Linked DNA regions of Mus musculus: all the other regions are linked to region 1. The links are chromatin contacts, called in public Hi-C, HiCAR-type and HiChIP or PLAC-seq maps. All regions are on one chromosome and are shown on one strand. The core of a region is the stretch at or near the end of the contact, and the rest is flanking DNA. Distances in the headings are between cores, read along the strand shown. Region 1 holds the start of Wdpcp (WD repeat containing planar cell polarity effector). Region 2 holds the start of Xpo1 (exportin 1). Region 3 holds the start of Spred2 (sprouty-related EVH1 domain containing 2). Region 4 holds the start of Actr2 (ARP2 actin-related protein 2). Region 5 holds the start of Zrsr1 (zinc finger (CCCH type), RNA binding motif and serine/arginine rich 1). Region 6 holds the start of B3gnt2 (UDP-GlcNAc:betaGal beta-1,3-N-acetylglucosaminyltransferase 2). Region 7 has its middle 39 kb from the start of Gm40816.

Region 1 (4,213 bases), core at 724-3,223:
GACCTTCTAAGGGTGAGGCCAGTTCCATCTAGTGAATAACAAACTCTACACTCTAACTAGGGGCCCTGGATCTCTCTGACCTTGGGAAATCAAGGACCATGACAGGCTGTTTTAAGATTAGATGAAACAATCCTTAAATGCCCCTTTAACTTCAGAATTTCAACACTCTGAATGACATGTAACAAAGCTATCAGATGTTACATGCTGATTCTGTGGACTTATTTCCTAAAGGGGATTATGAAGTGATTTGCCAAACACATAATACAATCCTGGTAAATGGGAAGAACAAGAGACCCTAGGTGCAAGCCTTATGACCTTGAGCAACTCGCATTCTGAGTCTCAACAAATTAAATTTTAGTATTTAAAGTGGGGTTTTGGATAAGATGATTGTAAAAAGGTTTTCATATAGGCCTAACAGCCTAAAGTCTGAAGTTCTTGGATAACTAGTGCCACTTTATTACTAAAATTATTAAGACAGAGACTGCTTAAGCCATAATTTAAATAACTACTTATGTGTCAAAATAACTAGGCAACAATGACTGGAAATTAGTAATTATTCCCTTAGGGTTTCTTATAGAGATTGAGGGAGTTTTTGTCCTTGTTTGAAAACATGTCTCCTTGGGTTCTGTGAAATTTCCAATTCATCCAAAAATTTTCAATTCATCTCACATTTCCCATCTTGATATTAAAGGACAACACGTATTTTTAAAATGTAAATTTCAAAGTACTTAGCAATTTCCAGTCTGGTGGCAAATGTCACCTTCAAACAGCATGAAGATTAGTCCTACGTCAGAGCTCTCTTTCACGTCACCCCCCTCCGCCCGCTGAGGACAAGATAGATCTAGAGCTTCAACAAGATGGTTACGTTACATCTGCAAGGAGGCCTTCAGAATTTATGACAGAGTAGTAAAGAATATCGGCACTGTTTGACTAGCGATGCTAGTCCTGTCATTACAAACGGAGATCAAGAATAGGTTTTCAGTAACATTTGTTTTCTTTTAAATCAAATATGGTGGAAACATGTCTCCTGAAAACTGGGATCATAACCTGGAGCACTACCGGTAAATCAACATCAGAGGCCTATTCTTTCCAAGAGCTTAAGAGGCAAAATAGTGTTAGGACCTAATTCTTCCCCTCCCATAATTCTCATCCCCCACAACAAATCCTTTAAGGTCCTTCGGAGAAAATTTTGTCCCTCCTGCGCAAGGACTGAGACCCGACTTTCCAAGGACAGTGATTTCTCTAGAGTCCTTGCGAACCCCTTTCCAGTATCTGGGTTACTGCGACAGTCGTGAGAATGAGTCAGATTTTGCAAACCGCGCGGAGGACAGCTCCCGGCATTACTGCTTTTTAAAAGCGCATCAAGCGCAGGAGGAGGCCGAGAGGCCGGAGCTGCTGCAGGTTCCAGGAGCCCACACTCACCATTATTGCAAACTGCAAGGCCGATCTCTGCACCTGCAAAAGGCAGTCTCCAGCAGTCAGGTCACCTCTACAGCGGAACAGACTCTGGGAGAGAACGCGGGGCTGGCCCGCAAAGGTTCGGCTGGAGACACGGCCCTTTCTGGGAAGTGTAGTTCTTCCGGCGACCTCTGGCGCCCACCTTCGTGCATTCCTGACAGTGCTAAACTACAATTCCCCCAAACCCCTTCTTCCTACGCGCCTCGCTGCAAAGTAGTCCCGGGGCTGAGCCTCGGTGATTGGAGCGCGTCTGTGAGCAGAGGGTTGGTGCTTTGAGTGAGGCGCCTGCCTGATGGCGCTCAGCAATTGGCAGGAGAGGAGGCGTTAACTCGAGGGAGGAGAAACGACCCCTGAGCGACAGCACACGTCGCTCCACCGAGAATCTATCCTCCCCCAAGACTAAACAAGGGCGGCTAAGAGACCTTCCGTTGCTTAAAGCCCGCTCGACCCGGAAACAAAACCTTTTAAAAACTCTCTCAGAGGCGGGAGGAATTGACGCTTGCGGAAGAACGGGCAGCTTCACCGTTGCTAGGCGACGAGGCAGCCTCACCTGAGCGCTCTCCAGACCAAGAGCTTGTGGAGCTGTGTTCTCACGTCCCAGGCTGGTGAGCTCGGCCCCGAGGGTTTTTATCTGGGGGTCAGAACAGGGTGCGGCACTGATGCGCGTATCCTGAATCCGAAGCCGGTGGTTGTGGGCGACCTCCGGAGTCCCCTGTTAGTGTCAGGAGCGTGTGGATGCCACAGTTTTCAGGAGGGACGAAGAGTGTCTTGCAGTTTGAGTCAGTGTAACTTTTCCAAAGTAAAGTCAGAAAGTTTTGTTTGTGGAGTGAGCCCCTTCCTTGTGTTTACTTGTGGTGTACCGATCTAATTTTCTTTGCCGACTGTGAATATTGACACTTTTTGCTCATTCTCTTTTTGGAAACCTGTTACTTCCAGGGGAAGTTGGGAGACACTGATTGTTTCAGGCGAAATGTTAGCAGCTAAAACATCTCAAGAGGCTTTCATTTAAAATGAAAGTTGTTAAGGGAAATCTGTATTCTCCGTTTGTTGTACGGATATTCGAAAACATGTGCCTTGGAACAGACCAATGAATATGCTCTTGGTCTAACGTCAGAATTTTCTGTCACTATTAAATGGATGGTGGATGGCTTCAGTTTTGTTTTTGGAAGATTTAGTATTTGGAGAGAGAAATATGATGCCTTAGTCAGGGCTTCTATTTCTGCGATGAAACACCATGACCAAAAGCAGGTTAGGGGAAAGGATTTATTTGGCCTACTCTTCCACATTTTGGCCCATCATTCGAGGAACTCAGAATAAGTAGGAATATGGAGGGCATGAGCTGTTGCAGAGACCATGGAGGAGTGCTGCTTATTGGTTTGTTCCTCATGGCTTGCTAAGTCTGCTTCTTTATAGAACCCAGGACCACCAGCCCAGAGATGGCAGCACCCATAAAGGACTGGGCTCTTCCCCATCAATCTGTAATTAAGAAAATGCCCTATGGGCTTGTCTACAGCCCGATCTTTATGGTGGAAGCATTTTTCTTTTCAATTGAGAATTCCTCTTAACTTAAGACTGACTGTAGCTTGTGTCTGGTTGACATAAAACTAGCCACTTCTGGGTCCAATAGCATTTAGGTTTCAATAGACTGTAGGGTACTTGAATGACTCCTAGAATCACTTTATTCATTTGATGCCTTAATTTTGTTCTTGAGCACTGATCTTTTTATAATGGAATGCTTCCTGTGTCTCTGTCCACATTTAGTTCATTTGTGGGTTGCATTTCTAAATGTTACCTCTGTGTCAGGGACTCTCAAATTCCAGGGCATGTCTCTGTAGTTTCTGTTTCTTCTTGGTTTTCTAATAGGCATTAGTTCTGTTACTTTATAGTACTTCCTACTGAACAACCATATGTGCAAATATCACACTCTAGAGATAGCATGACTTGCCTCCAGTTTCACTTGATGGTTGAGGGAGAGATTACAGGATTTTCAAGTGAAGAGAGAAGGGCTGGAGCTGATTTGATAGTGATTGTTCTAATCTGCTCTGGGACTTTAGGATAGCAGTTTTAGTTACTGCCTTTCAGGAACCACTGTAGCATGAAACAAAACTCTGTAATTCCTAATGGTAACATGGTGGTCTGGTGAGTAATTGTTGAAAGATGTGCTCTGTTTTGGTGGGCTGGTTAGTTTTCATCAGTTTAACACAAACTTGAGTCACTGAGAGGGAGAGAATCTCCCGAGTTCTGGGATTAAAGGCGTGTGCCACCACTATTGCTGGCTGTTTTAGGGTTATTATTGCAGTAACTTAGGGAGGAAAGGGTCTTTTTGGCTCATGTGTCCACATTATGTCATTGTTCATCATTGAAGGAATCAAGACAGGAGTTCAAATATATGGTAGCTGAACAAATCAGTAAGCAGAATTTTTCTATGGTCTTTGCTTCAGTTTCTGCCTTGGGTTCCATTAGTGGTAAAGTGTGTCATGGAAGTGTAAGCTGAAGTAAACCCTTTCCTCTCCCTGGTAGGAGAAAGTCATCACCCAGAGCAGAGCTTATCCTCAGAGTTAGATTATCTTCAGGGAACCCCCCCTTTTTTTTTCTATTGGGTTTCCTATGGCATTGTATGACTTCTGAAATGCTGACTGACCAGGAATGGGCCTCACAAAGCCAAGAAGCCCAATTTTTGCCTCAACCATTGCATTTTGAAGGATTCTTTACTAATGACACACATGTATTGGTTAGCCTTACAATGTGTAGCTGA
Region 2 (4,213 bases), core at 674-3,173, 1.7 Mb after region 1:
GAACCGATGGATTAACTCAACAAGGTGCTCTCATTTCCTCACTGGAGCTGTGCCAAGCAGCCCCTGACCCAAACAAACAAACAAAATAAATTCCTCACGAGATTATAAAGAATTAAATAGAACATTGCACATAAGGTCTTCCATACCCATTGAATTCAGGTATTCGACTTAGTTTATTTACATTTCCATATCTCTATCCTTGGGGGTAGGATTGTTTTTAACTGTTGAAGGTAATGAAAATGTATAAGCAGTGTCAGATCTGTGTTCCGAATATTTGTTTTTGTGTATAGGGATAGCATCTTCTGCCTCCAGCTGACACTGAATTTATTCTGTAGCTGAGGATGGCCTTGCATTCCTATTCTTCCTGTCACTTCTTCCCAAGTGCTGGGAGTTCAGGCCTGTGCAATATGCCAGGTCAACTGTGTTGACTTAATAAATGTTGTGGCACAACAGACCAGTCGATTTTGGTGGACTGCTGGCTGTTTTTCCCCCAGATAGGGTTCTCTTTGTAGTTCTGGCTGTCCTGGAGCTTGCTCTGTAGTCCAGGCTTGTTTGAATTCAAGAGATCTGCCTGCCTCTGCCTCTGTCACCACCACCCAACTGCTGGTTGTTTTAAGCAACCCTAATCAGCAAAACTGACCTGGCACTTGGGAGCCATGGGTTAACCTAGGGGCGTGGCATAATAAGGGCACGCACCAAGTTAAAAGAAGTTGGCACAAAATCTGTCTATACGCATTGTTAAGTTAGCAACAGGATTTTCAATGTGTTAGGACTAATTTTTAGAAATAACTTCTTGTTGAAGCAGTCTGGGGAGAGTTAATTTTTTGTTGTTGTTTTTTTTCGAGACAGGGTTTCTCTGTGTAGCCCTGGCTGTCCTCGAGCTCACTCTGTAGACCAGGCTGGCCTCGAACTCAGAAATCCCTGTCTCTGCCTTCCAAGTGCTGGGATTAAGGGCATGCGCCACCTCTGCCCGGTAGAGAGTTAAATTTTTAAGGAGGCTCGTCCAATAACTAACTAGACAACCGTTTCCAGGCGCCCAAACTGCACGCCCGTTTATGCCAACCTCGGCCCGTGCTATTCACGTTCCCATGCGGTGCCCAAACCCAGGCCTCTACAACGGATCCAAGGCCCAGGGCCTACCATCCGGCACCTATGTGTTCTTTTCGGTCCTTCGCGGCCGTCTATTTCCATGTAGAAACAGGGTGTGCCCTCCCTTTTCCGAGCACAGACCCCATCCTAAGGGCGGATGCTGGGGCCCCAGGACGAGGCCCCTGAGGTTGGCGGGAGCTCGAGGGGGCGGGCCGCCAGGGAACGGGGAGGGGGGGAAAGCAGAAAGACGAGCAACGCGCGCGGCGCTCAAACCCGCGCTGCCTTCTGCTCACGGGCGAACCCCACCCTCTCCGTCACCAAAGGCGCCCAGCCAATGGGCGAGCCGGAAAGGCCGGGCTTACAAGCGAGGGACCGAGAGGGGGAGCCACTCGAGGGGAAAGGGATGTAGAAGGCGGGCTGCACTTGACTGACAGCTCACTCAAGCCAATCCTCTGTGAGGCTTCTCCGCTCTCCTCTTTGCTGGGCTCTGTTCGACGTCCCACCTTCTCTTCCTCCACCCCCCCCTCACTCCTTTGCGTCCCGCCCCGCCTCCCCTCCCCCACTCTGCGGGCAAATCACTGCTGGAAAGAGGCGGGGGCCTAAGCGGCAGGCTCGTGTGGAGCCTTGAGGTGGGATTGACGGGCGCTCCGACCAATAAGAGGTAGGCTGATGGCGCGGCTGTGGCCGGGGCCGACCAATGGGCGCGCGGCCTGGGGGCGGAGGCCCAGGTTCCAAACGCTCCGCGGCGCCATGGGCTGAAAACTCAACCGAGATGGAATCTCCCAGTCTGAACCGGTTTCAACCGGTTCCGAGTTTGAGGCACTAGGAGGAGGGGGAGAAGCGGCTGCAGCGGCCGCGGCAGGAGCAGCGGGAGCTTCAGCATCAGCAAGAGCAACAGTAGCTACAGCCCCGGCGGCCGTGCCTGTTCCAGCCTTTGCTGCAGCAGTCGTGCAACCATCCCGAGGGGGAGGGGGGAGGCACCAGTCGCTGAGGAGCACGCGAAGGGGGGAAAGTTTAGGCTAGCTCGGGTGGGGGGGCCCGGCGCCGGAGCGGCGTGAGCGAGGGAGCCCTGTGTGGTAGGGGGAGCCGGACTGCAACTGGCGGCAGAGCGGCCCCGGCCGTACGGACTCGCGCTGCTGCTCCCGCCGCCGCCTGTGGCTGGAGGGTCCTGGGCTCTGTCTCACGGACTGGCCCGCTCCCCTCCCCCTTCCTTCCCTCCCCAGCCGGGCGGGAGCATTTATTTCTCGGATTAATTCCCCTTTTTGGTGGGGCGCGTGTGTGTGCGTGCGCGCGTGTGTGTGCGTGAGTGTGTGTTGGGTGGAGTTGTCCCTAGAATAGTAAATACTGAGCTTTTTTTTTTTTTTTTGCCCTTCTCTGCTTTTTAATTTCTTTTTTGTTTAAGGTGGGAAAACTGTGAAACCCACCTTGATTTCCTCCCCTCTCCCTCCTCCCCACCTTCCCTCGCCCCAAGCCCGGACAAGGAAGGAAGAAGCAGTTGGTTGAATTTCTGGGTAAGTCGGTCGTGTGCTCGGGGCCGAGGGTCGGGCGGCGGCGGCGCGGCGGGCATGAGGCGAGGCGGGCGGCGGGCGCGGGGCCCTCGGCGGAGCCTGAGATTGAATGGAAGCGCTTCTGTCGCTCGGTGATGGAGGTGGGGAGGCGGCCGCGGGAGGGGAGCGCTTGCTGGGTCATCTTCGTGTGCGGGTGGCGGTGGAGGAAGGCGAGGAGCGTGGTAGTGAGGCTGAGCCCCTGCGCGTGGGTGGAAGGGCTTCCCCAGTCCAAAGGGCTGGGGAGAGTCGGGGGTGATTTCGGGAACGTCTCTGTAAATTATTAGGAGTGGAAGTTTCCAGAAATATTTAGTGCAGCAGCATTGAAACGTCCGCCTGCATCACGTGGCCCCCTCGGTGGAGAGCTTGGGATGGGGGAGGGAGGGGCTACCGAGTCCCTTCTTATGTGAAGAAACTCGAAAGCCTTGTGGGTGATTTTTGTTGTTGTTGGTTTTGTGAGTGTGTGTATAACAAGAAGTAGGAAAGAGGAGTTAATTTCTTTTTTTCGGGGGCCTGCAGTTGGGGTTCCGTGTTGTAGGTTGTTTTCGCCCGGGGCATATATGTCTTGGTGAAACCGTGTACTGCTGGCCGTGGACAGTGAATGATGCCCTCCCTGCTCCTCCTTCTGGTTTCTTGAGTTTGCGGTGTAGGAGAGGAAGTGGTGGTAGAGGATGCACTGAATACTCGCCGAGGCGGGACCTCGGATCACTCAGAGGACATGCTGCATAGAGAATAGGGCGGTGAACTTAGGCGCCGGGTCTAAATGCCTCCTCCGAGTATGGGCGGGGTGAGTGCGTGCTCCTGTGAGCTATAGTTAGAAGTGCTGAGAGTCGTTCGGGTGGGAAGCCAGGGGAGGGCGGTCCCTTCCTAGTGAGGCGTGTGTTTCTTACTGAATGAAGCAGGCGATTGCCCACACACGGAGTAGCAGTCTTTTGTAGCATCTTGTTTTTTGACTCATTGTGAACTTACCTTTTTAGATGGCTACTGGTGGGTAGTGTTTTGCTGCTTGCAGTGCCATTGAAGGTATATGGACAATCACTTGTAGAGTCACAGCATTGTTTGATGGGTTCCTACAGTTCACAATCCAGTGAGTGGAATTTGGGATTGGGGGACACCAACGAGACAGGTGAACCAATCAGAAAGTGAACAATCCCTCCATAGCTGCACTACTTACTGCATGATTCTGTATCTTGAATGTGGGTGTCACGGCTGACGGTGGAATGACTATTTGGAAGCTGTTTGGTTGGGGCTGCTAAATGTGCTTGGCATTGACCACAGAGCCGCCATTTCTGGATTACCTATAGTTGAAGTTGGAAGATAACCGCTAGTTCCGAGAAAGGCCAACAACTGTATTTAAGTATTCTTAGATTGCACCCCTTCCCCCACATGAGTCTAGTATCTGAATTCTTAGAGAAGACCAACTTGAAAATGAAACTTAGGACTTAAGTGTAGGGTCATTTGACTAAACATTTAATCATTACTTTTTTTTTTAAAGAACTATAAATTGAGATAGTGTCTGAGACAAGTTGGTTGCAATTTTTAACCATAAACTCGAAAAATCTGTTTTAATCTGTAAAAGT
Region 3 (4,213 bases), core at 507-3,006, 1.6 Mb before region 1:
CCACTATGCCCGGCTGTTTTGTTTTTGTTTTGTTTGTTTTTTGTTTGTGGTTTTGTTTGAGACTGGATTTTGCTTACTAGCTATGTCTAGCCTAGGATTCTACTTGTAGACCAGGCTGGACTTGAACTACTATCAATCCTCCTACCCCAGCCTCCGTAGAATGGGATTATCCAGTCCAGCAATTTTCTATTTTTGAAGCAAATATTTCATCCCCCAGTTTGTTTCGTAGCTATTTAAAATCTAAGTGGAATGTCTCTAATGGCATATTCAGGAGAACAGAAATGTCTATTAGTCTTGAGGACATAATCCCTGTCCCTTATTCCATGGCAAGACCTCAGGAAATACCCAGTGACTCTGTAATTGGTGTCATCCATGTCAAGTGAAAACATGGTGCCCCCTTCAAAAATTGAAATGGATTTTAATATCGCAAATTCAGATTCCAGGCAAATCCACAAGTTGAGCCCTGGGTGCAATCCTGCTCGTTGTCTAGATGGTGCATAGGTCCTCTCAGAAAACCTCAGGCAGGTCCTAGGCCATGGTAGGAAAAATAATTTAAAGAGAGGTATGAAGAGATGGCTCGCAGTTAAGATCTTCCATAAGACTGTGGTTTAATTCCTAGGACCTACACAGAGGCTAGCAACCAGTTCCAGGAGATCCAACAGCCTCTCCTCTCTGCCCACAAATGGTGCTGACATGCATGGATGCATCCTCCTTCTGCCCCCGCACATTCAAAAAGAAAGAAGGAAGGAAAGAAAGAGAGAGAGAGGGGGGGGGAGGGAGGGAGGGAGGGAGGGAGGGAGAGAGAGAGGGAGAGAGAGAGAGAGAGAGAGAGAGAGAGAGAAAGAAAGAAAGAGAGAAAAAGGAAGGGAAGGGAAGGAAAGGGAAGGGAAGGGAAGGGAAGGGAAGGGAAGGGAAGGGAAGGGAAGGGAAGGGAAGGGAAGGGAAGGGAAGGGAAGGGAAGACGGGTCGGGGGTGGAGTAATGAGTTCCTGGGTCTCTCTTTGGCCAAACCCCATCAAAGGTAGTAATCTGTGACCCAGTAAACTAAGAGTAGACTTCTAAGAGCTGGAGACAAGAAACGTTATTCACAGACTGGATAATTTACTTTGGTGTTACCTTTAAACTTCATCTCTGCCTGCAATGCCAAAGTTTTATGGCTGTTTGCCTTTTGTTTTCTGCGTACATATTTTTAAAAATATGCCCGCTCTAGGTGGGCATGGTGTTGCATGACAGTAATCCCATCGTGTGGAGGCCAGCGGAGGCCACCTGCACTGCCCCCAACCCCCACCCCGCAGTGTTTCTCCAAACCCAAACTCTCTGGCAACATCTAAACTCCTCCCCATCTCCGCCCTCCGCCACCTCCCCCCTTGATTTTTAATCCGAAGGTTTGGAAGGAGGGAGGGACAAAACGGGAGCCAGATGTGCTCTTGTCTTCGGCTCCCGCCTCCTCCCTCTTGGGCTTCCTAAAACCCGGAGCACCGGAGACAAGGATTCGGATCCTGACAAACGCAGTGCCAACCATGCTGTTCCGAGGCTCCTCCCTGACTGGAAGCTAGCGGGAGGGGGAGTAGAAGAGGGGCACGCTCAGTAGGCGGGACAAAGTGTTTTGTGAGTGTGTTTTTTTCCTCTCTCTCTCCTCTCTCTCTTTTATTTTGGTCGCAAGTAGGAAGCTTTTTGCACTCCACCACCTCTGGCCGCTGGGAAGACGTCATCGCTTCCGCCCTACTTCCTCCTCCTGTTGGCGGCGCTGAGAATCCAATATGGAGTAAATCGGTGGAGTGGCGAGATGGGGCTCGGACGGGGCGCCCTGCACCGCCTCCCAGGCGCATCTCCCCCGGCCGCCGAGCACTACCCGGAACCCTGATTGGCCCGGTCCCCGGGGGCGACCCCGGCCCGGCCCCAGCGCAGCCGACTGCCCGCCCGCCGCCCGGAGCGTGCTTGTTTTTCTGCTGCTCTCCCCCTCCGGGTCCCCTTCCCAAATCTCGCCTCTGCACCCCCTCAGAGCCCCGGGGCCGTGCCCGGCCGGCCCACGGCGTCCGCTGCCTGGTGTGCCCCTTCCCAGACCTCGCCCTGATCTCGGGGCTCTCCATTTCCCCGCCTGCCTCGGCGCCCCCTTCATCTCTAGCTCCCCCCCTCCACCACCAAATCAGGAGATGTCGGAGATGTGAAGAAGGGGGGCGAGCGCACAGGAAGATGAAGGGAGCCAGGCTGCATGCCGCGGGACAGGCGTCTAGGTGAACAAGAAAATGACCGAAGAAACACACCCGGACGAGTAAGTTAGCCGCGGGTGGGACGCGGGTGCCCGGAGGGGTGGTGTGGGGGCCGCCGCCAAGGACGCAGGAGGGGACTCGTCGGAGGAACTTGGCCTGGGGTGCAGCCGCTGGCTGAGCTGTCGGGGCTATGCGCGAGGCTCTTGACTTGGCTGGGGGAGACGGCAGAAACCGCCTGGGGTCTGCAAGTCCAGGTCGCAGCCCGGGCCAAGGGCGCGCAAATGACCTCGGGGCGGTCCTCGGGCTGCGGGAGCGGAAGCTCTGACGCCCTCCACGCGGGGCATCCCGGGGTCGATGGGTCTGTGTGCATGGTGACTTTGTGACTCCTGGCACTGCTGCCCTCCCATAGCCCTCTCCGGAGCCCTCTGGGGCCCGGGCTCCGCCATTTCGTTTTCTTGAATCGCTCTCATTTGCATACCACATTTTCATTCATAAAAACACGGAGGAGTTGGGGGAGGGCCAGTCGGGCTCGGCACAGGGTCAGTGCGCCCGGGTCCTCGCAGCGGCCAGAGCGCGGGAGCAGCCTGCCGAGTCCCGGCGCGCGTGAGTGTGTGCACGCGCGTGTGGGCCGGCACACGCGCCCCGCGGTGTCGGGGCAGCACTGGGGGCGGATCCGAAGCGTGTGCAGCGAGGGCGGGAGAGCGTGCGGGGAAGCGCGCTCCTGGCATGTATGTGAGGGAGAGCGCGTGCCCGTGCGTGTGCCCGGCCCGCAGGCCCGAGGGGAACAAAGCTCTCGGTGCTTAGTCAGAGGTGCTTGTGCTCGCCCCTCGGGGAGACCCGGGCTTGTCACCGTCTCTGGGCCAAGTGGCAGCTGCTTCCCGCCTAAGTCGCACTTAGGTTTGGATCTCCGCTCTAGTAGTGTTCGAGGCGTTTCCCTCTCGGGGAGCTGGGGGCGGGGCTGCCCGTGGGCCCCAGCGGGTACTTAGCCAGGGGTCCTAGCCGTGCCCGGCTCTGAGACTGCTGTTCAGTGGCTGTATTCGCTCACCACTTTTTTTTTTTTTTTTTTTTTTTTTTTTGTGAATAAGACGTTCTCCTTTATTGTCACATGATATCCCTCCTCCCTTGCACATTCATAAATCCTGAGCCTGCCTCGGCTCCTTTCATTCAGTGCTGCCATTAGCCAAGGTAGCAGCGGCGCCTGCTTGGACTCCAGAATGGGTCCGCAGTCTCGGGGACGCTGAGGGGAGGGGGACCTGGAGAGGTGGAGCGGGAGTGGCTGGAGACTAGCTCCCAAACCCTGGGTCTTTTGCTTTTGTGTGTCCACCCCACCCCCTTCCCCCGTGAGCATTGACACTCTAGAGTGCAGAGAGGGGAAGTGACTCAGGACTGGGCCACTGGGCGGCTTAAAGAGCTCTTGTAGCAGGTGGCAAAATCCTGTGTACCACTCTAAGAAATCTCCCTTCTTTTCCTTTGTCTTCGGTCTGGAGTTCGCACCCAGGGCCTGCCACAGCCAGACAAGCAAGAGCTCCATTACTGAGCTGCGGCCCAGCCCTCGATTGTTTTTAAATGGCCTTTTATCCTGTGGCATTCATTGTCAGACTGAGTGGAAGGAAGCTGATGTTCTGCAAAGGGAATTTCCTTCGGTGTGTCCCCAGGGAACTTTGACAGCAGTAACCCTAATCTGTCAAGACACCTGTCCCTGGAGAGGTTCCCACCTGCTGTGCAAGTCTCACAGCATGCTTTGGGCTGTTTTAGACATCTTATTTTGCCTTACTATACCTGTCATTGAAATCATAAAATAGGGGAAGAAAGTTGAGAGTTTTAATGCTGAAATATAGAGGGAAGGATTATCTGCTAGGCCCTCCCCTTTTGAAACTTGGCCAATAAACAGTTCTTTTTCTGGGTCCTTGTCTGTACTTGCACTTAGGAGTAGCCTTGGGGGCAGTGAACAGTACCTGTGCTGATGGGGGTTCTTGGAGAGCTTTGCCCAGTGTGCATTAAGGT
Region 4 (4,213 bases), core at 1,117-3,616, 1.5 Mb before region 1:
AGGTGCTTATCCACTGAGCCATCTCCCCAACCCCTTTTCTATTACTGTTTTAAAAAATCAAGTCTTAATGTCTTCTCTAATATTTAATTGTAAAGGCATCATTATAACTTCAGGTACCTAAGTAAAACTAAGATGAACAAAGAAGAATAAATAGTTAAGAAACAACCCAAAATCTAAGTAGCTATTAGTCGTCAAGTTTTCTTAAAAGACATCACAATATTCCTAACTGCGTTACGATTTAAATCAGAACTAGCTGATGTATATGAGGATCCGACTATTTCATTCACAGTCAAACATATCTACAAAAAAAGTGAATAAAGTTTATAAATAATTACAAAAATAGATATAAAACTTTTTTCTCTGTGTATCCTTGGCTGTCCTGGAACTCACTTTGTAGATCAGGCTGGCCTCGAACTCAGAAATCCGCCTGCCTCTGCCTCCCAAGTGCTGGAATTAAAGGGGCGCGCCACCACACCTGGCATAAAACTTTTTTTAAAATCATCTCCTTTCACTTATGCCATAGTAGCTGATCTTTTTATCCTAAGAAACAGATTTAAAAAAAAAAAAATAAAAATGGATGGAGTCTCCCTATGTAGCCATGGGGATTTGCCGGTTTCTGCCTCCCAAGTGTTGGCATAAAAGATGTATGCCATCACTTCAGCCCTTTTTAAAACACTTTTAAGACACTGTTACTTTAAGTGTTATGTCTGTTTACTTGAGTGTTTGTATATGTATCACATGTATGCCTAGTACCCACAGAGGCCAGAAAAGAGCACTGAATACACTTGAACTAGAATTACAGAATAGCTGTGAGCTGCCACACAGATGTTAGGCATCAAACTTGGGTTCTCAGCAAGAACAACCAGTGCTCCTAACTGCTGAGACGTCTCTTTGGTAGTAAGATACTTTTTTTTTTTAATAAGTACTTTTATAAGAATTTCTGAAAAGTTTAGCATTTATAATTTAGCTTAAATATAGTGTAACAATACAGGCTTTGCTTTAAAAACCTTTTTCCTGATAATTTAGAAGCTTTATAAAATTGTACCATTTCCCTCACTGCTTTATCCTTTATCTCAAAAAATGAGATGCATTTTATGTATCCCTTCATGAAGTCTGCAAATATAAATATCTCTAATGAGCACATAAATGGGGTTGCTTAAAAACCTTTAAGTTACTGAATCTTAGGGCTGTTACCACAGCAGTGGTATGGATGTCCCTTTGTATTGTTACCTATCCTATTCTAGCCCAGATTTAGCTTAAATGAAGCTAGTACAATAATTGTCAAAGTTTGTAACAAATTCAACCAAGGGCACTATAATGGCAGTGAATACCAGCTCCTTCCCCTTTCAACAATCTGGCTTCAAAGGTGTAATTCAAGTAAAATCTATTTTAATTTGTGTGTCGTCTCTGTGGCAGAGAGGAGAAAAGTCACAAAATGTTGCAAATCGCTAAAGGAGTCAGAAACAGTTGCATCTTCAAAACTGGAACTTTGATGCTCCACCCTTTTAACTGGGGATAGAAAGAAACCAGTTGCAACGAGTTTTCTGAATCAGAACTTTAGGCTTATTTTGACATTTTTAGCATCTTCAAGACTAACGTGTCTATCCTGTACTTAACAGAAAAAAAAAATGAAGCAGAGGAGGAACCAGAAATGATCCAACTTCCCACTAGAATTTACTTGAGAGGTCCTAGGTCTATAATAGGGCGGCATGCAAAGCAAGAGGTGAAGCAGGAGCTGCTGACCATCCCCCTCTCTCAAAACCACAGACGACAAGGACAGCCCACACGCTCTCCCGGGGCAGACTCCAGCCGCGGCCCGGGGCCTGACAGCACTTCCTCTTTTCTCTGCGGAACCCGTTTCCTGCCTCGCATTCGGCATCTTTCGCTACACAGGAAGAGGAAGGCCGCTAGGTCTTGTATGGACGAACACAGGCGAGCCTCGGAAATGGAGACCTCCTCGCCACCGAGGGACAGGGCCTCTCACCGTCTAGACCCATCTCTCGGCACGCCGGCGGATGCTTGCGAGCGCGCGGGGACAGGTTCCGCCGCCTTCGGGTGCAGCGCGGGTAGCCTAGCTCCGGGCCACCGGCTCCGGGCCGGCCGGCGCCCCCCGAGAGCTCGCCCGCCCGCGCGCCTGCCCGCGCCCCCGAAGCCCAGCCGCGCAGCCGAGGGGCCCGCGCGCACCCCGCACACACACGCGGCCGCCCCGCCGGGCCTTACCCCAGTGCCGTTGTCGCACACCACCACCTTCCTGCCCTGGCTGTCCATGGTTCGTCCTGGTGAGCCGCCGCCCGGCCTGGCCTGCTTCCTCCTCCACACGGCCCCGCCCTCGGCCCGCCGCTCCGCCCAAACCGGAAGTCCCCGCCCGGCAGCCGTTCCAAGAGGGCGGTGCAGAGAGAGAAAAGAAGAGCGGGGACTGGCAGCCGAGAAGGCCAATGAGAGCTGTCCGGCGCGGACCCGGGCGCGCCCTCTCGCCTCGTTCTGCTTCCGGGGCTGCGCTTGGCTGGTGGGGCGGCGGCTCTGACCAAGTTGTCTCGGGACCTAGGGCGCGGCCGGGCCGGCTGTACAGGAGGCAGGCAGGTGAAGGCCGGAGGGTGTGTGGCGGGACGGCAGTGGAGAAGGGTGGAGCAGCCGGCTAGGAAGACCGAAAGCCACCTGGAGGTCCCGAGGCATGATGTGTCATTGCTCCTAGGCCTGGGTGGATACACCTACAAGTTTCAAACCTCCGGTTTATTCCACACCTCCAGTTGCATGCAGCCCTAGGAGCCTGGCGGGATGCTTTCGTTTCTTTCTGCTTCACCACTTCCCTCTTTGATTTTCTCAAACAGGAACTCACCATGTTGCCAAATGCAGACTTTAAAATTGAGGTCCTCTGTAACCTCCCTTGGAAACAGGGACAAGTGTTACACGCACCTCTTTAAGAAATTGAATATGCACCCGGGCACTGTTGGCGTTCGCCTTTAATCCCAGCACTTGGGAGGCAGAAGCAGACGGATTTCTAAGTTGGAGGCCAGCCTGGTCTACATAGCAAGTTTCAGGTCAGCCAGAGCTATAAAGTGAAACCCTGTCAAAAAAGAAAGATAATGCTTTCACTTAGCGCATAGTGGTGAACTTGCTTTCAATCCCAGCACACAAGTAGAGGCAGTTGGATTTCTGTGAATTCCTGGCCAGCCTGGTCTATTTACAGAGCTAGTTCTAAGACAGCCAAGGCTACAACAAAGAAACCCTTTCTCGAAAACAAAGAACAAAACTCTTTCCTTTAATTTTAGTTTAGTTTTGTTTTCTGAGACAGGGTCGCATTGTCTATCCTTGTGTTAAAACTAAGAATATTAAGTTAAAAAGACCAAATCCATGATTGTCCAATTGGAGCAATTTTGGGGTACACCAGGACTGGCCAACCACCTGTCTCACCGCTGCCGGTCGCTTGAGGTCCGTTTTATGGGCGAGATGTGAGCGAATTGTTAGATACAGTGAAAGGGAAGAGTCAAGGGTCAGAGTATATGTCATGTGAATCCCAAGTTTAGCTAGGCTGAAAACTTGTTTTGCAGTTTACATCAGACCTAAGAAACAGAAACTTATTCTTTTTTGTTTGTTTGCTTTTGTTTGTTTGGTTGGTTTTTTTTTGTTTTTCGAGACAGGGTTTCTCTGTATAGCCCTGGCTGTCCTGGAACTCACTTTGTAGACCAGGCTGGCCTCGAACTCAGAAATCCGCCTGCCTCTGCCTCCCAAGTGCTGGGATTAAAGGCGTGCGCTACCACGCCCGGCTTCGAGTGTATTTGCTTTTATTGTACATTTTTTTTCTAAACTCTTTGGCACAGTTTTCTGGGGGCATTCCGACTGCCACAATACAAGTCAGGAGAGAGCTTGTTTATGATGCCAATTTCAAGCATTTAAATTTTGGTTTGGGTTGTGGCTTTTTCTGTCTTTGAAGTCTGCATTTACTTTGTAACAACTGTACTTTTATATTTCTATATCCTCTAACTCCAGAACTTCAGTTAGTTTATGAAATGCAACATCAAACCCCTTTGTTTTCTGGGAAAAAGAAACTGCAATGACTTGAAGTTGAGAATGTGGGTACCGCCTCACTCACACACACTCATTCTCAGACTGTGAAATCCCCCACGCGCCTTCTCAAGGGCACATAGACAGTACCAAGTGCTACGGTACAGTGAAGGTGGGCTCAAGACCCGGGCTCCATCTTTCTCCTCAGTAG
Region 5 (4,213 bases), core at 1,012-3,511, 1.4 Mb after region 1:
CAAGAGACTCGTGCAAGATAGTTGCTGCAAGTTCACATCCTACCTGGGCTACCCGTGGAGTCCCAGGCCAATCTATATTAAAGACTGAGACTGTATCCCAAGTAATTAACTCACAGGTTTTTTTTTGTTTGTTTGTTTGTTTGTTTTTAGAGACACAGTTTCTCTGTATAGCCTGGCTGTTCGGACACTTTTACAGACCATACTGGCCTCAAACTCAGAGATCTGCCTACCTCTGCCTCCTGAGTGCTGGGATTAAAGGTGTTCACCACCACTGCCTGGATTTGTTTAATTTTCTTGTGTGTGGGGGGGTACTCTTTAAATCTATTTTTACTAATGTTTAATTACATTATCCAAACCATATTGTAAGAGTAAAATCTTTCTCTATAAGAGGGACCCAGACCTTAACACAACTGACTCCATGATGGAAGTGCCATTCAGGCCATAAAACTCAGCACACAGACAGCACCACCTGCCAAAAATTAAAACAAAGATTTAATCAGTTAAAGCCCATAAGCTATGGGAAAGATTCTAAATGAACTGACCTTGCTTCTGACTAGTTCTGCTTCTGGCTAGATGTTCTTGTTAACTGAAATATGTCAACCTAGGATATGGTTTTGGTGCTTAAAAGGTCACCCTGAGAAAGGCTCAGTGTTGCACTGCAGTCCCAAACACACAGTGTAGTACCAGCAGCCTAATAAAGATTTTCTAGCTGAGTGACAGCATTGTAGCCCTTTAATCCCGGCACTCAGGAAGCAGTGTAATCAGTATAGTATTTTTTTAAAAGTCTTTACACATGTAAAAATAGCTTAGTCAGGACCTCCACTACAGCCAACACTGTGTCTGATACCCAGAACCCAGCAACTTCACACACTCAAGAGAACCTGATACAGGTATAAACCCCATGATGCGGACTGCTCTGCATATCTGGAGTGATACCTCCTAGATGAACCCTGTGGCTGGACAGTCTCCCCAGGATCCTGACCCTCAAATCAGAGACTTCTGTAAGACTGGACCTGACCTCCAGCTAAGATACATCACACAGGTGAGCACCTTGGGGATAAAGACTTAGGACCATATTTAGAAATTTAAAGTGTGAACCTTGTATGATGACCCTCAGCATAAAATATAACTTTTGCTATACACAGGTATCTACCTTCTTTCTTGTGACACAGAGGCAGGCAGAGCTTTCTTCTTAGTTAGGGTTTTACTGCTGTGAATAGACACCATGACCAAGGCAAGTCTTATAAAGGACAACATTTAACTAGGGCTGGCTTACAGATTCAGAGGTTCAGTCCATTACCATCAAGGCAGGAACACGGTAGCACACAGGCATGGTGCAGGAAGAGCTGAGAGTCTGACATCTTCATCTGAAAGCTGCTAGAAGACTAGCTTCCAGGCATCTAGGATGTGGGTCTTAAAGCCAATGACACACTTACTCCAGCAAGGCCACAGCTTCTAACAGTGCCACTCCCTATACAAACCATCACATTCTACTCCCTGGCCCCTATAGGCTTGTGCAAGCATAAGAGCCTATGGGGATCATACCTAAACATAGCATGATGCAAGGCCAGTCTAGTCTACAGAGCAAGTTCCAGGACAGCCACAGCTACACAGTAAAACCCTTGTCTCTGAAAAAACAAACAAACAAACAAACAAAAATAAAAGATTTTTTTCTTGGCTTAAACACTTGTCTGAGCAGTCTTCTCTGGTGAATACCCCACAAAACTACATTACAGAACAAATGAAAGGAATGTGTTTGCAAAAAACAAAACACATTCAATTTTTTATTCCCTTGGTTTTTCGAGACAGGGTTTCTCTGTGTAGCCCTGGCTGTCCTGGAACTCACACTGTAGACCAGGCTGGCCTCGAACTCAGAAATCCGCCTGCCTTTGCCTCCCGAGTGCTGGGATTAAAGGCGTGCGACACCACACCAGGCCCACATTCAATATTTAAAAAACAAAACAACAACAAAACCAAAACCCCTTACTTTCCACAAGAGTGAGGAGCTGAAGCCAGAAAAACGGTTTACCTGGTAAAGCCCTTGACAAACAAATATAAGAACTTAATTTCTATTCCCAGCACCCACATAAACAAGCCCGGGAAGGTGAGCTGCCAGCACCGGCATGGAGGGGTGCCCTGCAGTGAGACAAGCCTGCCCCGGCTCAGGGCTGAGCATTCTTACTGCAGGAGCACTCCCACTGCAGGGGGCGGAGACAAAAAAAGCAGTAAATCGTACTGCGCAGGCCTGCCTTTCCCGGAGTAAAGACGTAACTGCAGATTACAGGGTAACTGCGCAGATCAGACATACTGCGGATAACTGCAGATACCTGGATGACTGCGCAGGCGGACCGTACTGCAGATAACCACCCGCAACTGCGCAGGCCGGTCGGTAAGGCAGATAACCACTGTTCCAGCTGTACCATGGATAACCGGGTAACTACGTAGGCTGATCATACTACGGATAACCAGGTAACTGCGCAGGCCGGCCATGCCACGGAGGCTGGCCTTAAAGCGGATAACCGGGTAACTGCACAGGCCAGCTGTGCCATGCATAACCAGTAACTGCATAGGCTGGCCGTACCACAGATAACCACGGATACCTGGGTAACTGCGCAGGCAGGCCGTACTGCGGATAGCCAGGTAACTGCGCAGGCTGGCTGTACCACGGATAATCGCGGATAATTGGTAACTGCGGCCGCCCCACAGATAATTGGGTAACTGCGCAGGCAGGCCATACCACGGATAACTGGATAGACGGATAACTGCGCAAGCCGGCCATACCGGCCCGGCCGGGTAACTGCATGGGCAGGCCTATGTACTGCGGATAAACGGATAACCGGGTGACTGCCCAGGCAGGCCGTACTGCGGATAACTGGATAATCGGGTAACTGCGCAGACCATCCGTACCTCCGAAAACTGGGTAACTGCGCAGGCCTACCACGGATAAGTGGGTAACTGCGTGGGATAACTGGATAATCGGGTCACTGCGCAGGCAGGCTGTGCCACGGATAACCGGACAACCGGGTAACTGCACGGATAGGCTTTATCACGGGTAACTGGATAACCGGGTAATTGCGCAGGCTGGCAGTACCACGGATAACCGGATAACTGCGCAGGCAGGCCTACGTACTGCGGATAACCGAGTGACTGCGCAGGTAGGCGGTACAGCCCACATTCCAACGCAAACACTGGCCTTCGACTGCGCATGCGCACATTCAACTACTGGTTGCTGCATTGCGCAAACACGCCGGTGACTCAGCTGGTTCAAGCTTTCTAGGCTGGTGGAAAGGAAAGTCAACTGGGCTGAATGGTGCCACCCTGAAGTTGCTGTCCAGGAAGGTAACGAACATTAAACAGCAGAACAACTTAGCAGCGGGCGACATTTTCAATCCACAGCGTGAGAAAAAGAGATTATCGCGAGATCCGGGAAGAGCCCCCCCCCCCCCCCCCCCCCCCCCCCCCCCCCCCCCCGCTCTGCGGTAAAATGGCATCACGGCAGACCGCGATTCCTGAGAAACTCAGCCGAAAACAATACAAGGCGGCAATGAAGAAGGAGAAACGCAAGAAACGTCGGCAGAAAATGGCTCGGCTGAGAGCTCTGGAAGCCCCACCAGAGGAGGACGATGATGTTTCTGCTAACGAAGAACTTGCAGAGCGATTACTGGAGATAGAGCGGCAAAGATTACATGAAGAGTGGCTGCTGAGGGAGGAGAAGGCGCAAGAAGAATTCAGAATAAAGAAGAAAAAGGAAGAGGCCGCTAGAAAACAGAAGGAAGAACAGGAGAGACAAATAAAGGCCGAGTGGGAAGAACAACAGAAAAAACAGAGAGAGGAGGAGGAGCAGAAGCTACAGGAGAAGAGAGAGAGGGAGGAAGCGGTGCAGAAAATGCTGGACCAGGCTGAAAATGAGCGCATTTGGCAGAACCCGGAACCACCCAAGGATTTAAGGCTGGAGAAATATCGACCCAGTTGTCCCTTCTACAATAAAACGGGAGCGTGCAGATTTGGTAACAGATGTTCACGGAAACACGACTTTCCCACGTCAAGTCCCACCCTTCTTGTGAAGAGTATGTTTACAACGTTTGGAATGGAGCAGTGCAGAAGGGATGACTATGACTCAGACGCAAACCTGGAGTACAGTGAGGAGGAGACCTACCAGCAGTTCTTGGATTTCTACCATGACGTGCTGCCGGAGTTCAAGAACGTGGGAAAG
Region 6 (4,213 bases), core at 926-3,425, 1.3 Mb after region 1:
ACCATCTCTGTGCTCAGGCCTTCAAAAGCAATGGGTTTGGGGTAAAGCAATTCATAAACAAATTATGTTTCTCTCAAAGACTACCTCTCCCTTAGGTCTTAAAAATCTACTATCTCTGTCGGTCAAGCTTGGGTGATTTCAGACTGGACAAATCTGACAAATCTGAACAGTTCCACCAGATGACTGGTTTTTGGCAAAGGTAAGCTGAGGCCACCAAGAACTTCGTTATGATCTCTATAAGCGCTTAAGCATCTTATTTGTCCTTAAAAACAATCTTACTGTCCAAGTATCCCATTCCCGAAACTAAATAGGGGATACAAGCCTCTTAAGGAAAAAAACATTGTCATTTATCAGCACGTGGCAGAGCAAGCCTCTAGAATGGACTCCTAAGTTTAGCAGAGAATCCGACATTTACACAAAAACACTAAATTAAGAACGGCAGGCTGAGTCCTGAGTGGGGAAAGCAGTATTCTACGCCGAGAAAGGAGTTCCAAGCAGATCTGCTGATAAACATATCTGTACACACTGCAAAGGCCGGAAATTATTCGGGCGAGTTCTACAGGGCTCCCGCACACTTCTTTGGTCTTAAAACCTAACCGTATAAAGAGCTCTAGGACCGGCGTAAAAACTCCCCGGGGTTCCATCAGCTTTCATAATCTCTATTCAAAAGAAACAGAAGTTGGACTAGAACAGGAGGGAAGTGACCGGCCTGCCCCTGAGCCGGTCCCCTATCAAGTGCGCGGTCCAAACCCCACAGAAGTGCGCTACGGCTGGGCCCCGGTCCCGCCCTCCTAGCTCCACTCAGGTCCAGTGGCCCTCTCATTAACCATCCCATCACTTTCCGAGGCACAAAGAAGTACCCTGGAAGAACCTGTAATAACACGAAGCCCATTTTCACCCATTGGCTTCGAAACCTGGAAAAAGCTACGGCTTGGCGGGGAGCGGAGGGGGCAGAAGAACAGGTTTAATCGTTTGAAGCAGTCAAGTTGGGAGACCACAGTGGGCAGGGGAGCGAAGGCCAGCCACCCTGTATTTGGGGCAGGAGCGAACATGGGGCCAGCCCAGGTTACCCAAGTGTGCATTACTTTTCAAGATGACCTCGCACGCACTATGACACTAGAGAGGAGTCTTCAGAGCTTCCTTCCCACACAAGACCCGGGAGCTCAGAGGACCCTAGGCGAGTGCATTTGAGCAGGTGCTAGGTGTTACGTCCCCAGAAGGGTCCCAGCCCCTCAGGTGCGCCCACCTGCCAGTCGCAGGGCCAGCTCCCCAGGCAGTCCTGAGTCTAGTTAATCATTCAACGCGGGCGGCGTGGAATATTTTTTAGAGGTCAACGCGAAAGGTTCTCCTGAAGTTTCACAGAAACCAGTCTTTGGGGACCCGAAGATAACAGTGCCAGCGGATGGGGGTGAAAAGCGGCAGCCAGCGGCTCACAAACACCTGATCTGCCCCTGCGGCACCCTAGACCAGCGCAGTGCGCGGGCGGGGCAGAACACCGCCCGCGACGCTCCCCCGCCGCCCAGGCCCGCACCTCGTGCGCGGGGTACAGCGCGGCTCAGGGTGTCGCTGCCCTCTCCCTGTGGGTGCAGGAAGAGCGGAGGTCGAGCAGGTGAGAAGGTCAGGAAGGAGGTGGAGGCCGGGAGACTGGGGAGAAGGTGAGGAGGCTGTAAAGGAGGGGAGAAGGACCAGGAGGTGAGGAAGCCGGACAGGAGAACGGAGACCGGTGAGGATATCCGGGAGGTGAGGAGGCCAGGGAAATGATGTGCGGAGGCCAGGAAAGTGAGACTGGGAGCGGTGAGGGGAACCCGATGGAACGTATGCGCAGACAACGCAGGAGCCACAGAAGAGCGGCGAGAGCGCGGGGCGCCCACACCGGCCGGAACTAGCGCGGCGGGGCGGGGATGCAGGGCCGGTGCCCACCCACCCGGCCCTACCTTGTCTAGGGACACCTCCAGCTCGGCGGGGCGGGGCGGAAGACCGCGGCCGCATCCACGTCCCAGCCGCTCTTGCGGCTCAGCCCCGCGACCGCCGCCGCTCTCGCTCCATGCGCAATGCGCGGACGGGCGGCCCGGCGGGGTCTGGGCGGCTCCGGCTCGCCTCAGCTCCAGCACTTGTTGCCGCGGCGGCCGCTGAGCCTTACTCTCGGCCCCGGCTCCTGGCACCGCCGCCCCCTGCCGCGTCCCTTCGGTCCCGCCCCCGCCCGATTCTCCAATCACACGCCGCGCCACCGCGCGCGTCACCGCCGGGAAGGCCGCGCTCCCGCCCCGTGGCCCAAGTTTGGGAAAGGCCGAACTCGAACCCTCCCGCCAGTTGGCGCCCAGGTCCCGCTGGGACTGCGCCCCCGGGCCCTTCCCGAGCTCTCCGCCCCTCGTAGCACTGAGAAAACCTAAGGCTTCACTGGAGCGCGCGGTGTCCAAAGATTACAGTCTCCCCCGCTCCGCCAGGAAGTAGCCTCCCCCAGAAAAACAGCTGAGACTTGAGTCCCAAACCCTGCTGAGATCCAGGGTCTAGTGTAAACTCTTCAGCTACCAGGGCGTGGCGCTTGGTGAGAATTTGCCAGCCAGCACTGGCATGTAGCTAAGTCTAGACGGCTCCGAGTGGCTTGTGAGCGGGATCCACGAGGGGAGGTGAGAAGAGGGAAACCCAAGTGCACCTGACCTTTGCTCTCAGCGTACATAGTAGCGGCAGCCACCTAGATAGATGCCCAAGGCCTGAGGGTGGTGCCTATCTGGCCTCTTCGGACCTTCAGGTTATGAAGCCATCAAAGACACGATGAGGTCTCCACGTGGTTCCACTCGGGTCTCAGGAAGTCAAGAATGCAAGATGCGGGAGGCGCTGGGTGCGGAGTTCGCTCGGCGACTTCAGAAGTTGGGCTTAGCAAGACATCTGAACGCTGAACCCCCGTGATGCCGCTGGACTGAGCACCAACCACACCCAAGCATGGATCACGCGGGACCCGGAACGGTCCCCCACCCCCAACCCAGCGCCTCCCCAGGCTCCCCAGAGCGCTACGTGCCAAGGTGAGGCCCAGGAAAAAGCCGGGGAGACCGGATGGAGAAGTTGCTCTAGTTTGTAGAGCTGGGTGGGCCGGCCGAGTCGGCACGCCCTCAACACCGAACCTAGAGCCTGGTCCCCACAACCTGGGACGCGCTTGGAAGCTGCTTCCTCTCCCCTCCATTCTTATTGCTAAGGCCTTCGGTCGACCCTCTGGAGATAATCACACTGAGAAGTTAACACTCTACACCTGTTTGCTTTTTTTTTTTTTTTTTTTTTTTTTCAGAAGGCTGTCAGATGGAGTTAGTCAAAGGGATGCCATTGACTTTCGAGCGCTGGAGATTGAATTTCAGCCAGCTCGACCAAGACCACGAAGTCTTACTTACAGCCGCAGAAAGAAGTAAGTGCGAGTTGTTTGGGTTGAGCGCAGAGCCACGTGTGTACGGTCATCCACAAGAAGGAATTCTGAGTCAGTGGTTCTGGAAATGTTAAGATTGACAATCTGCAGACCGATCTGTTCTTATGTTTGTCACTACGTTCCCAAACAACAACAACAACTTGGATTTTTATATGTTCACATAAACTGTTAACCACTGTCACTCTGAACAAGAAAGGAAGAGAAATTGTATGCTTTTCTTGACTCTGAGGAATTTTTTCCCACGATTATATTTATAATTCAGAAAGCCAATAAAAGAAGCAAATTAGAAGTTAGGTCTGTGTACTTGATTAACTGCAGACTGCCGTATTGATATTTAAACGTTGTGACGAGACAAAGCTGGATTCTTGGTGGGCATTTTGTTATTGTATTTCCCCCTTAAATGGCTCTCCGAAGCCACAGACATGCTTTCAAGGATTGCTAGGCAAGAAGTTTTGAGTAAAGTCAGCTGGCAAGCAACAGGGAAAGAAAGCTTGAGTCTTTCAGAGCTGCCAAAAGCTGCCCAGGCCATGTAGTTTTGTTTTTGTCTTTTTTTTTTTTAAAGGCGTTTTCTCCTTGGTGCCATTGAGTGCAGCTGGAAATGTTCCATCCAGCTTCCAGTGTGACTTTGGGGAAATAACTCAAGTGTTGGATTCCACACCCACTTAGCTGTCCTGCTTACTCTTAGGTTATGAGGGATTCATCATCGAAAGGCAGAGATAATACATTCAACAAATGTGCTGTCCAACCCAGGCGCAGACGACCAAAGAAGTGCTTAATAATTAAATAAATTAAAACTATTTC
Region 7 (4,213 bases), core at 1,102-3,601, 1.1 Mb after region 1:
GGGTTCCTGCATCCCTGGATCCCTCTCGACCAAGTTACTCCTGGTAGTGTTGGGACAGATGTTTCATCAGGTTCTTAAGACATTCTTTCCAAAATACTTTCATGATTCTATCCAACAATTCTGTATTAACACAGCAGCTTGTTAATAGGACCTGGAGATCCATCTGCCTCTGCCTCCCAAGTGCTGGAACTAAAGTTGCCGCCATACCCAGCTCATTCTTCTTTGGTTTTGGTTTTGTTCTGTTGTTGTTGTTGTTGTTGTTGTTGCGTTGGTTTTTTAACCAGGATCTCTCTATGCTGCCAGGCTGAGCTTGAACTCATGATCCTCCTGCCTCCCTTATGTGCTAGTATTACAGGCATGTAATACCACTCCTGGATGTATTATTCTTATTGTTTTTTTATTTATTAAGTATGATTTTTAAAAAGTTTTAAAATAAACAACATACATTAACTTCTAGTTTCCAGTTTTCCTCTCAAGTTAGGTTCTCATTGCTGAATAACAACTTGGCCAGAGGTTAGCACTATATAGATTTATTATCTCATAACTTGGGCCCTATGACAGAGCAATTAGATTCACAAACCTATTGCACACATTTATGCATTTTAATTTTTAAAATTACTTAACCTATTTTTTTATGTTTAATTGTTTTGTCTGCATGCATGTCTTTGTACCATGTGCATGCCTAGTACCCACAGAGGCCTGAAGATGGTGTCAGGTTCCCTGGAACTAGAGTTCTAGGTGTTTGTGAGTCATGGTGTAGGTGCTGGGAATCGAACCCCAGTACTCTAGAAAAAGCATCCAATACTCTTTATCAACGAGCCATTTCTCTAGCCCAAAAGTTTTCTGCATTTCAGAATAAATTTAAAAAATGGAAATTAATAAATAATAATCACAAGAACTTATTTACACTTTGTCCAAACAGTAGACAGACTCCTGGTCTCTCCCTGCCTTTCTGGTACATGTTATAATTTTAGAGAAAAGACTAAATAAAATCTATAAATGTACTAATGCTAAGTTAGCTGTGAGCTTTGCCTAGGAATTGTGTGGAATCCCCTCATGTGAGGCAAGTCTTTCCCCTGCCTGACCCAAGAGCTGTAACTCTTTTACTAGTGTAGAGAAATTTTAATTCTTTGTGGTCAACTGGTTTAATAGTTTGAAAGTAGAAGGAAGGGTCACAAACATCTCTTTTTAGAATCCAGTTTCTATGGCCAGGTGTCAACACAGGGTGACAGTGACAGTTCCTCCATCTTCAAAGTTGTCAACATATCATTTTCCGATCTGTCTCTGGCCTGTTTCCATCATCTGAATCTGACCCAACCCCAACCCTACAGCGTGCCCACCCCCTTCTGCTCATGCGTGAGCCTGCTTTCCTCTCCTAAGAACCTTTTTGTTGACACTGAGTTTGCTCATGTAATCCAGTATAATCTTCTCACATCTCAAAATCCATAACTAATCACATCTGCAAAAGCCTCCTTTGCGTGTAACATGACATATTCACAGATCTGGGAGATTAGCATCATGGACATCTCCAAGGTATTTTTCTGCCTGCTATTTCAGATGCTGAAATAGTTACCAAGCCCTAGTGTGGTGACTTTTGTTGTGTAGCTCAGAAAAAAAGCCCTTGTGCTGCTTAGCTCTGAATCGGGTCTCTGCCCTGGGGAGATGACCCGATAAGGCCAGCCAAAGGGTAAATACTAGGGTGGCAATATCATAGCTGGAAACTCCCATCTGAAGCACAGCTTTGGAACCATGAAAGAAAATGACTGTAAACACCACAGCTGAGCCACAGAACTTTCTCAGAGGAGCTACACTTGGTTATAAATATAACACTAACCCAACACTCTCCTGGGTAAAGCCCCTTCATGATTCCCCCATGCTTTAGAAAAGGGAAAAAAGAAAGTCTCAGAAGAGGGTTTTTCAACCTCAACTCTGACAATGCTCTGAGCCAGGTCGTCCTTTGTGGTCAAGGGCTTTCCTGTGCATTGCTGAGACTTTATTTCCTTAGAGTGACTCACCCAGACCCCACACAGCCTTATGACACTCTGCTGGATGTCCCTAGAGGGCAGAATTGTACTCAACTGAGATGCCCTGTTCTGGAAGAGCCTCCAGGATCTGAGTCTGGCAACTGTCCAATTCTGTGCTTTCTTCTCCAGCTACCTTAGGGATGAAAGGTAAGGACTGTCTCAGCAGAGCTCACTGTCCCTCCACTTATCTACCTCTTGTCACCTAGAATTGGTTTCCTTGTGTCTGAGTCAAATGTTTCCCACTTGCCTCTGACCCCCACACACCACCCCTGCTCTGCCTATGCTGTGGCAGCCTGATCCTCTGTATATCCCTCTTCATAACTGCCTAACCACAGACTCACTTCTTAGGAACTGTGCCCCTAGCACTGCATGATGGGTACACGTTGTTGCCCAATCTACTGCTGCACCACATCAGACAACCAAGACAGGAATCAAAGTGTGAAGAATGGCGGGTGAATCAGCCCCTAAGGAAAGAAATGAATTTTGCTAGTGATGGCTGGCCCTACTACAGTTAGTAGGTAACTTGAGTATGATTTGGGAAAGTCTTCTGAAGACAGTGAGCCCAGGGTTCCTACACATCAGGACTCCTTTCCACCAGGACTTCTGTCCAATTACGGCCTCCCTGTGGGAAAGTCAGCACCATGAACTTGGTACCTAGCAATGGTCCACTGAGAGAGGATGTCAGCTCAGTTGTAGCTCTCCCAAATCAGAGACATCAAGATCCTAGGATGTTCCTTCTGTGTTGCCTACCCAACCTGGGTCAGGGATACACAACAGCACAAAGACCTCATGCCACAGAAACTAAGCAAAGCTCATTGGATGACCCCAGTTTAAAAGAAAGAAACCTCAGACTCTAAAATGGAACCTTCTGGACAAGACTAAAATTACAAGGGCCTGTCTCCGAGGGCACTGCCAGAGTTTCCCAGGACATGAGGTTAGTTCTCCTGCTTCCCCATGTGGGGGCGCAGCAGGCTTCACCCCATTCCTCACAGGTTCCCAAATATAAGCACCTGCATCCCACAAGACATCAGTATCTGAGTTAAGTGTCCTAACTTTGGTCAAGATATTGACAAATATATAATTGTTGCATTATTATTCATTTAATATTCCTTTAGATATGTATATATGTGTATATATTTTACCTATATATGTGTATATATATCCTTAGATATGTATATATGTATTATAGCAATTCTGATTATATAACTAACATGTTCATTGTAAAAAATAAAGATGTTAAGCAACTCAAAAAATAAATTTTAAAAGCACCTTTTCTACATCTCTTTAACCAAATAGACACACAATGTGACTTTTACATACCAAGCAAATGAATTAAAAAAAAAAAAAAAACAGATTGTATCTGCATGGTTTGGTCAGTTTCAAGAATTGCATGGCTAAACTTTTCTGTATCATCCAATTCTGTGTCTTTGGAAGACTTAAAGCTTCTAGACATCTCTGAGGACCTCTCACATTCTGTGAAGAAGGCAGGAAAGGGAGGCCACAAGTGCCAGGCCAGAGGGCTCCACTCATGACAGCACGGTGTTCCAGCCTTCTGCTCAGCACGGGATCCTTCTAGTCCTGGGAAGACTCTACTGGCACGGCAGGCTAGGGCACAAGGTTCCCGTCTCCCAGAGGCATCTCTCTGGCCTCCTGAGATGAATGTACTCTGTTATGTAGAGTCAGAGCTGAAAAGGTGGGTCCAGTATCCTCCTCTTCTACAAAGACTGTGTCAGAAACCACATTCCTGGGCAAAAGACCAAAAGTTGCATGTCTGTTGGGGGTTATCTGGGGCAAAAATAACCTTCCCACTATGGACAGGGCTCACAGAGAGAAGCACTGCAGAAGTGGGGGGTGGGGCGGGGGAATAGAGTTTAAATTTAGGAAGGTTCCTGAAGGTTCCATGCTCAGTCGGCCATGACCTTGCACCCCTGCTGGAGAGCTGGTGTTTGCTTGCCTCACCCTTATGCAGCCTTGTAGCATATCATAACGCAAAACCACGTTCAGTCCAACTTCAAAGTTCCCAGCCACAGTCTATCACAGCATCAGCACTGTTAAATCCAAAGTTCAGCAAAGTCTCTCCTGAGACTCAGGCAGTCTCTTCACTGTAATTCCCCCTTTTAAAAAAATACCACATACTTTAAACAAACAATATCACAGGATATGCATCATGGTTCCAAAAGGGAAAAAAG

Evidence for each region. Hi-C and Micro-C count contacts between places; a contact is called where the count stands out from the background. HiCAR-type assays count read pairs that join an accessible place to other places. HiChIP or PLAC-seq counts read pairs in DNA pulled down with a chosen protein or histone mark.
Region 2: a HiCAR-type map of astrocytes shows a contact between it and region 1, with 7 times the contacts expected there. The contact joins the promoter of Xpo1 here to the promoter of Wdpcp in region 1. A contact is called at or near these places in 3 of 39 promoter capture datasets (cranial neural crest, liver and pre-B cells), 4 of 484 Hi-C or Micro-C datasets (CD4 T cells, cerebral cortex, myocytes and 1 more) and 3 of 115 datasets of contacts at active chromatin or transcription factors (astrocytes, cardiomyocytes and microglia).
Region 3: an H3K27ac HiChIP or PLAC-seq map of thymic regulatory T cells shows a contact between it and region 1, with 8 times the contacts expected there. The contact joins the promoter of Spred2 here to the promoter of Wdpcp in region 1. A contact is called at or near these places in 2 of 39 promoter capture datasets (the C10 cell line and pre-B cells), 3 of 484 Hi-C or Micro-C datasets (CD4 T cells and CD8 T cells), 3 of 115 datasets of contacts at active chromatin or transcription factors (astrocytes, extraembryonic endoderm stem cells and thymic regulatory T cells) and 1 of 9 other capture datasets (adipose tissue).
Region 4: a Hi-C map of regulatory T cells shows a contact between it and region 1, with 5 times the contacts expected there. The contact joins the promoter of Actr2 here to the promoter of Wdpcp in region 1. A contact is called at or near these places in 3 of 39 promoter capture datasets (the C10 cell line, hippocampal neurons and pre-B cells), 3 of 484 Hi-C or Micro-C datasets (CD4 T cells, centroblasts and regulatory T cells), 2 of 115 datasets of contacts at active chromatin or transcription factors (the 230-238 cell line and astrocytes) and 2 of 9 other capture datasets (adipose tissue and liver).
Region 5: a HiCAR-type map of astrocytes shows a contact between it and region 1, with 6 times the contacts expected there. The contact joins the promoter of Zrsr1 here to the promoter of Wdpcp in region 1. A contact is called at or near these places in 10 of 39 promoter capture datasets (the 3T3-L1 cell line, the C10 cell line, the HPC-7 cell line and 6 more), 4 of 484 Hi-C or Micro-C datasets (adipose-derived mesenchymal stem cells, cardiomyocytes, myocytes and 1 more), 6 of 115 datasets of contacts at active chromatin or transcription factors (astrocytes, bone marrow-derived macrophages, forebrain and 3 more) and 4 of 9 other capture datasets (adipose tissue, liver, macrophages and 1 more).
Region 6: a contact with region 1 is called in a HiCAR-type map of astrocytes, with 6 times the contacts expected there. The contact joins the promoter of B3gnt2 here to the promoter of Wdpcp in region 1. A contact is called at or near these places in 8 of 39 promoter capture datasets (the C10 cell line, HPC-7-derived erythroid cells, embryonic stem cells and 3 more), 1 of 484 Hi-C or Micro-C datasets (muscle stem cells), 3 of 115 datasets of contacts at active chromatin or transcription factors (acute myeloid leukemia, astrocytes and bone marrow-derived dendritic cells) and 3 of 9 other capture datasets (adipose tissue, liver and macrophages).
Region 7: a contact with region 1 is called in a Hi-C map of B cells, with 7 read pairs. The contact joins the enhancer-like site here to the promoter of Wdpcp in region 1. A contact is called at or near these places in 1 of 484 Hi-C or Micro-C datasets (B cells) and 1 of 115 datasets of contacts at active chromatin or transcription factors (bone marrow-derived macrophages).

The regions. Positions count from the first base shown.
Region 1 is chr11:21,570,308-21,574,520 of GRCm38.p6, forward strand. Wdpcp (WD repeat containing planar cell polarity effector) reads left to right here and starts at 1,974. Exons shown (of 18, transcript NM_145425.3): 1 at 1,974-2,063. It overlaps Mdh1 (malate dehydrogenase 1, NAD (soluble)), which reads right to left and starts at 1,627. Exons shown (of 9, transcript NM_008618.3): 1 at 1,423-1,627. The coding sequence starts at 1,425.
Region 2 is chr11:23,254,118-23,258,330 of GRCm38.p6, forward strand. Xpo1 (exportin 1) reads left to right here and starts at 1,924. Exons shown (of 26, transcript NM_001035226.1): 1 at 1,924-2,043; 2 at 2,527-2,600.
Region 3 is chr11:19,922,686-19,926,898 of GRCm38.p6, forward strand. It overlaps Spred2 (sprouty-related EVH1 domain containing 2), which reads left to right and starts at 1,757. Exons shown (of 6, transcript NM_033523.4): 1 at 1,757-2,271. The coding sequence starts at 2,246.
Region 4 is chr11:20,110,585-20,114,797 of GRCm38.p6, forward strand. Actr2 (ARP2 actin-related protein 2) reads right to left here and starts at 2,367. Exons shown (of 9, transcript NM_146243.2): 1 at 2,221-2,367. The coding sequence starts at 2,268.
Region 5 is chr11:22,969,744-22,973,956 of GRCm38.p6, forward strand. Zrsr1 (zinc finger (CCCH type), RNA binding motif and serine/arginine rich 1) reads left to right here and starts at 2,262. Exons shown (of 1, transcript NM_011663.3): 1 at 2,262-4,213. The coding sequence starts at 3,485. All of the region lies in intron 1 of Commd1 (COMM domain containing 1), which reads right to left.
Region 6 is chr11:22,857,560-22,861,772 of GRCm38.p6, forward strand. It overlaps B3gnt2 (UDP-GlcNAc:betaGal beta-1,3-N-acetylglucosaminyltransferase 2), which reads right to left and starts at 2,176. Exons shown (of 2, transcript NM_016888.5): 1 at 1,935-2,176.
Region 7 is chr11:22,691,205-22,695,417 of GRCm38.p6, forward strand. No RefSeq gene overlaps it. Among named protein-coding and RNA genes, the nearest start is that of Gm40816, 39 kb to the left of the region's middle. Within about 2 kb of position 2,352, at least 112 of the 459 cell types and tissues checked have an H3K27ac peak or open chromatin away from gene starts, as enhancers often do. A contact at or near this core is called in B cells and bone marrow-derived macrophages, where this site is marked.